Regions from separate parts of the Mus musculus genome. Here region 1 is linked to region 2. Evidence: chromatin contacts called from public HiChIP or PLAC-seq data. All regions are on one chromosome and are shown on one strand. Each heading gives the region's core, a stretch centred on a gene start, on an enhancer-like site or on the middle of the called end of the contact. The rest is flanking DNA. Distances are from core to core; before and after follow the strand shown. Region 1 has its middle 19 kb from the start of Gm41432. Region 2 overlaps Abcc5 (ATP-binding cassette, sub-family C (CFTR/MRP), member 5).

What was found. HiChIP or PLAC-seq counts read pairs in DNA pulled down with a chosen protein or histone mark.
Region 1: a contact with region 2 is called in an H3K27ac HiChIP or PLAC-seq map of embryonic stem cells, with 18 read pairs. The contact joins two enhancer-like sites. A contact is called at or near these places in 1 of 15 datasets of contacts at CTCF or cohesin (CD8 T cells), 11 of 484 Hi-C or Micro-C datasets (the C10 cell line, the C2C12 cell line, the HPC-7 cell line and 7 more), 6 of 115 datasets of contacts at active chromatin or transcription factors (embryonic stem cells, extraembryonic endoderm stem cells and trophoblast stem cells) and 3 of 9 other capture datasets (adipose tissue, liver and pancreatic islet).

What each region holds. Positions count from the first base shown.
Region 1 is chr16:20,475,456-20,478,611 of GRCm38.p6, reverse strand. No RefSeq gene overlaps it. Among named protein-coding and RNA genes, the nearest start is that of Gm41432, 19 kb to the right of the region's middle. Within about 2 kb of position 1,556, at least 73 of the 459 cell types and tissues checked have an H3K27ac peak or open chromatin away from gene starts, as enhancers often do.
Region 2 is chr16:20,390,108-20,393,327 of GRCm38.p6, reverse strand. Abcc5 (ATP-binding cassette, sub-family C (CFTR/MRP), member 5) reads left to right here. Exons shown (of 30, transcript NM_013790.2): 11 at 521-877. Among named protein-coding and RNA genes, the nearest start is that of Abcc5, 35 kb to the left of the region's middle. Within about 2 kb of position 1,382, at least 12 of the 459 cell types and tissues checked have an H3K27ac peak or open chromatin away from gene starts, as enhancers often do.

The DNA of each region.
Region 1 (3,156 bases), core at 307-2,806, 85 kb before region 2:
AGGACTGGCCCCACACCCAACCATTTGAATAATGGAATTTGAACTAAAAAAGCTAAGAGCACAAGTTGGGTAAGGGAGGAAGGTAAAGGCAGAGGCAAGAAAAGTTGAAAGGTATAAATATGATCAAATACACTGTATAAAAATTTCAGGGAAGTCTTAAAATATTTTTAAATTGCTTCCCTCCATTTTTTACATTACTCTGAGGGTGTGCTTTACTCAAGATTGAAAGGCTTGATTGTGTTGTAGAAACTCATGGGTCAGAGAGAAGTGTTTACACGCTAGGTCACAAGTTGTCCTGAGCCTAGGTAGACACAGATAATTACTTTAGGAATCTGAGTGAAGTGTTAAAACTGAAGGTCCCATACAATTCTGGCGCTAAATAAGCACAGACTGGGTAGACATCACTGTTGTCCATCCACAGTGCTAGAAGTTTCCTGCCTCTGACTACTACCAACGGAAAATGAGCCACGCTCCAGGGTAAAGGCTCTGTGCAGGGTCGTCTTTTTTTCTTCTTCTTTTCTTTGCCTGGATTCCATGGGCTAGAGTTTTAGAATGAATAAAAAGGAGAAAGTGCGCTGATATACAGCTGCCGTTGCCACTGTTGCCACTGCCAGGCCTTCTGCTCCGTGATGGATGTACCCTCAGGGTGGGAACAACCCCCCTCTTATGTTACTTTTGTTGGGTATTTAATTACAGCAACATGAAAAGTAGCGATCAGATCACCAAGCACAGTGCCTTCTTTATTTTCTGACCAGACACCCTCATTTTTGCCCCTGAGGTCTTAGGCCTATTTTATCCTCTTTATTTGTCTCCACTGAAGTCACAGTAGGTGACATCCCAGGCAGATCTTAAATAAGACCTTGGAGGTCCAAGAATGCCCCATACTGGTTGTCTGCCGTGTGTGTGTGTGTGTGTGTGTGTGTGTGTGTGTGTGTGTGTGTGTGTGTCTGTCTGTCTGTCTGTCTAGTGTGTGTGTATGTCTGTCCCTGTGTGTGTGTGTGTGTGTGAGTGTGTGGGGCTGTCTGCCTAGTGGGGAAGGGCTGTTTGCCTAGTGTGTGTGTGTGTGGGGGGGCTATCTTCCGTGTATGTGTGAGAGAGAGAGAGAGAGCAAGCTAGAGAGCTGTCTGCCTAGTGGGGAAGGGCTGTTTGCCTAGTGTGTGTGTGTATGGGGGGCTATCTGCCGTGTATGTGTGTGTGTGTGTGTGTGTGTGTGTGTGTGTGAGAGAGAGAGAGAGAGAGAGAAAGCGAGCTAGAGAGCTGTCTGCCTAGTGTGTGTGTGTGTGTGGGGGGGGTGCAATTTCCACCTTGTTAAGCTTCCCCAGGAGGTTTGTGGCCTCCATTTCTAGAGGGTTTTTCTTTGTCCCAGAAAGAGTTATACTTTGGGTAGAAATTTGGTCTGAACAGCACTTAAGTCTCATCTAAGTGTTCAAGTTTAAAGTTATGAACAAGTTGAAAGGGGGAGAGTTGGATCTGCCCTGGATCCATTCCCAGACCTGACGTCAGGAGCTAAACCTCCACACTCTGATAAAGAGATTCCTGAACAGGCCTGTAAGGCAAGCAAATAATGTCAGGTACTTGGAAGGCAAAGACTGGAAGGTGGCAGCTCAGATCCTGTCTGGGCTGAACAAGCCAGAGCTCAGTGCTGGAGTGTTCATTTACATGCTCATGAAAGGACAACATAAGCCTCATGAAAGGACAACAAGAGCCCCATTTGTCTCCATTTAAGGACCAGGCCTGATTTAGAAAAAAATGGCCGTAAGGCACCAGCTCCAGGAACAGACCGTAAGTCCCAGAAACTAGGCCATAAAAGACCAGCTCCAGAGATAGACCATAAAATTCAGAACAAAATCACAAAGCCCCCTCCCAAATAACAGCCCGGGGATAATCACAAAATGGGAAACTATCTTATCTCAGAATGGGCCAACTGTGCTGGGCAGCCTTATCTCATCCTATGGTTAAACATTCATGACATAGGAATGCGGGCCACTGACCCCCTATGACTCCCTAGCACCCACCAGTGAAGTTTTAGATTACCCAGTCCTTCTAGAGAGTTCCCCCAGTTCCCTACAAGAAGGTCTTCACGCCTTTGTCTGGGGTCCCCATTTCAAAAAATGGTTGACTCCCACAACATACTGGTTGTTTCTACAGATTAAACGTCTTTCTTTCTTTTTTTTTTTTTTTTTTTTTTTGGTTTTTTTGAGACAGGGTTTCTCTGTGTAGCCCTGGCTGTCCTGGAACTCACTCTGTAGACCAGGCTGGCCTCGAACTCAGAAATCCACCTGCCTCTGCCTCCCAAGTGCTGGGATTAAAGGCATGCACCACCACGCCCGGCCTAAATGTCTTTCTTTTTGCATTCTGAGTCTGGAGTCTTCTTTCATCAATTTTGGACCCTTATACTCAAGGTCCCAGACTTAATTCCTCATACTAGGGAAAAAAAAATCCCTTCAGGATATTTAGTGTTAAAAGACTCAGCACACCCTTTCACGGTCACTAGAATTCACTAATTTATCAAGCAGTTCTAGATAGATCCTGCACTGTCTTTCTCATTAGCCTCAGTATCCTTCTGGGGTATTGTAGAAAGGACAGGATAGGAGGTAAATGTTTCCTGAAAAAGAAATGGCAGCAATTCCACCCCCACCCCCATGCCTTCCTACCCTGCAGGAAAATTAATTTCTACAAAACCCACCCTGAACCAAAGTGATTTTGTAAATATAGGACAGGTGTGGTAAGTTATTTCTCCACCAGTGAAATGAGCCAACTCAAGCCAGATTAAAATACATAAAGAAAGCCAGATTTATTGTCATGAGGAGGGAGAAGAAGAGAGGGGGGAGAGAAAGAGAGAAAGAGCTCCCACAGACAGAGAGAAGGAAAAGAGGATGAGGGGGAGGAGGAAGAGGAGGAAGAAGAAGAGACAAAGTGTCTGGATTATATAGTATATAGGGAAGAGCCTCTGGGGGAAGGGCAGTTCAGCCCCTAGGCTGGAAGTTCAGGGTTGGGGGCAGGGTATGCCAGGTAGGGCCTAAGGGATGCTGGGAGAACCTGCAGGCCAGGTCTGCTTTGGTATGTGAACTATGCACCTCAAGTCTTTGTCCTGGGGTCTGAAACCAAACACAGGTGAGAGCCTGAGTGTGTAACCAACACAAAGTAAGGACTGAA
Region 2 (3,220 bases), core at 133-2,632:
GCGATTCTTGGGGAGGTACCTCTTGTCCACACGGGCCCTTAGCTCAGATGTTTTCCAAATCCTGCAATTAAGAGGTGCCAGGCCATGGGTGAGGGCAGTGTGCAGGCATTAGCTCTACAGAAGTGTCCTGGAAGGTCCCTGGCATCGTGATGCCTGTGTAAAGGGTCAGTATCCCTCCTGGGATTTCTAACCATTACTCTGGAACCTATGAATTTCTGTACGTGGGGCACCATATCCCTATGAGTTCTTAAATGTCCTTCTGTCCATATTAGACTGGCAGGAAAAGCAGGGTGCCTTAGTGTGTAAGCTAGCATAGAGGGTTGGGTCAGTGGACGAGCGAGGCCCTGAGACCCCTTGCCAGTCCTGAGGTGAGGCTACACTAATGAGCTACCTTTTGCTCTTCAGCTTCCTTCCACTGTATAGCCTGATGTGTTTTGCTACGTGAGTGTACGCCATAAGCTTGTCTCCCTGGTCTTGATCCAGTGTCTCATCTTTGCACCTCTCTCACAACTCCTATCAGAGTTTGTTTCTAATGGAAGAGGTTCACATGATAAAGAACAAACCGGCCAGTCCTCACATCAAGATAGAGATGAAAAATGCCACCTTGGCATGGGACTCCTCCCACTCCAGTATACAGAACTCGCCCAAGCTGACCCCCAAAATGAAAAAAGACAAGAGGGCTACCAGGGGCAAGAAAGAGAAGTCGAGGCAGCTGCAACACACTGAGCACCAGGCGGTGCTGGCAGAACAGAAAGGACACCTCCTCCTGGACAGTGACGAGCGGCCCAGCCCGGAAGAGGAAGAAGGCAAGCAGATCCACACAGGGAGCCTGCGCCTGCAGAGGACACTGTACAACATTGACTTAGAAATTGAAGAGGTAAGCTACCTACCCGTACCCTCTCTGCCACTTCAGCCCTGACTCCTGTGTCACCCCAGCTTGACCCTGGCAAGACCCGCCCTTTAAGCAGAGTATTTTGACTATGAGCAGTTTTGAATCAAGAGCAGATTGGACTCTGATTCCAAAGCGAGCAACAGAACTAATTACTTATGAGATGCTTGCTTTACTGATAAGGAGGTGAAGCACTCAGGTGGACCTTCCAAGACCCTGCTCTGGGTTGGCTTCTGGCTGTGATGGCTGTTGTAATTAAATTCACTGCTGTAACTGTGTGGGCTCCTGGTCAACATCACGTTGTGCAGCATAGAGAACTTGGCATATAAAAGGTATTCTCAATGCTGCCTTTTCTTTTTCCTTTTAAATTTATTTGACATATCTGTTTGTAGGTGTGTGCACGTGAGTGCAGGAGCCAGTGGAGGGCAGAAGACAGTGTCAGATTCTCTGGAGCTGGAGTTACAAGTGGTTCTGAGCTGCCTGGTTGACGTAGGGTCCTTTGAAAAAGCATCAAGTGCTCTTAAGCCACTAAGCCATCTCTCCAGCCTCTCAGGGCTGCTCTTAGCAACTGTATTGTAATAATTTTTAAAAATATAAGTGAAGGGTGATTTGGGTATAGAATATCATAGCTCAGCTAGCATAGACATGGGCTCTCAGAGAGTCCCTTAAAACACAGATTTTAGGTCGAAGATTTAAGATTCAAACTATGACTGAGAAGTAGCCCCATTCACACTTTCCTTCAGTAGCCTTTGGTTTTTTTTTTAAGTACCAGCTTTACACCAAGTCCTGTTGAAGGACTGAGAACAAACAACAGCAGAACCTACACAGTCAAAGCCTCTTTCTGGAGTTTACGTCCCTAGTGGACAGACACAAAGCAAGTGTCAGGTTGTGGTAAGGGACGATGCAAAGGATGGTAACGGAGCTGGGACAGCAGCTGTTGTGCTTGCATTTTTAACACATTTTCTAAGGAGAAGACCCCATTCAAAGGATGTTTTAGTCAGGCTTGGCAGGACATGTCCGTAGTTTGGGGCAGGCTGTGGTAGATCACTATGAATTTGAAGCCAACCTGGATACATAGTGATACCCTAGCTAAGAAGGTGGTGGGGATGGGCATGGCAGGTAAACCCAGTAAGTACCAGTGAGAGAGGGGAGGAGAGAGAGGAGAGAGAGGGTAGTGTTTGAGCGGAGAACTGAGAGAGTGAGTCGTGAGACTGTCTAGGGGAGAGGGTCATAGCTAAAGAGCAGAAGCAGAGAGCAAGGCTCTCCGTCTGGAGTGTGCTGGTTCCTGGACCAGGATGAGTGTGGGAGATGATGGCCGATGGCAGATTTGCAGAAGTGCCTGTGGATACATAATGTCCTGCTAGGCTCAGAAGGGTGTGTGGAGAAACAAGGAAGGAAAGAAGGAGAGGTCTAAGGGGCTGCTCCTCCTGCTGCAGTGCAGGAGGAAGACGGGAGAGTGATGGAGACAGGGCTGGGTAGAAATGCTGCAGAGCTAGAAGGAGGCACTGCTGCAGCAAGTGGCCATACTGACCGCTGCCTGGGGCACCGTGGGCAGATCCAGAGGTAGACCCAGGAGACAGCATCCAGATTTCTGCTCTTAGCAGGCGGTCGGGGGTGGTCACCGGAAACTGTCATGTAGTTTATCCCACATAGGCCAATCTTAGCAGCAGTTTGCTTACTTGATGACGATTACTGATTTCTGAGGTGGTCCCACCGTGTCACTAATCAGCTCTTTTAGATACTGGCTTTGCATACTCAACGGAAAGTTACTCTTCCATTTGGTAATGTGATACTTGATTCAGTGAGGAACTCACCCTTCCTCCTGAGCTCAGAGCCCAGTGAGGGAAACAGACACAGGGTTGGCTTGGGATATCTATCGGGACACATGATTAGCAGATGTGGTAGAGCTGAAACTCTGGTGCGAACTGCCTGCCTGCAGTCTGGGATCACTTCTGCACCACTGCTCTAGCCTCCCTCCTTCTCTTGGGGACTTGATTACCATCACACAGAACTGCCACACACGTGGCTCTCCTTAAAGTTAACTGTTGGCCAGAACAATGGCTCAGTAGTAAAGAGCACTGGCTGCTCTTCCAGAGGACCTGGATTCAGAGCATCCGCACCCACAGGCGGCTCACAGCCAAGCTCCAGTTCCAGCGGTTCTGACACCTTCTCCTGGCCTTTGCAGGCACCAGGCACACAAGTGATATGCAGGCATACATGAAGGCAAAACACCCACACTTATATTAGGCAGGTGGATCTCTGAGTTCGAGGCCAGCCTGTTCTACACGGTGAGTTCTAGGACAGCCTAGGCTACACAGAGAAACCCTGTTT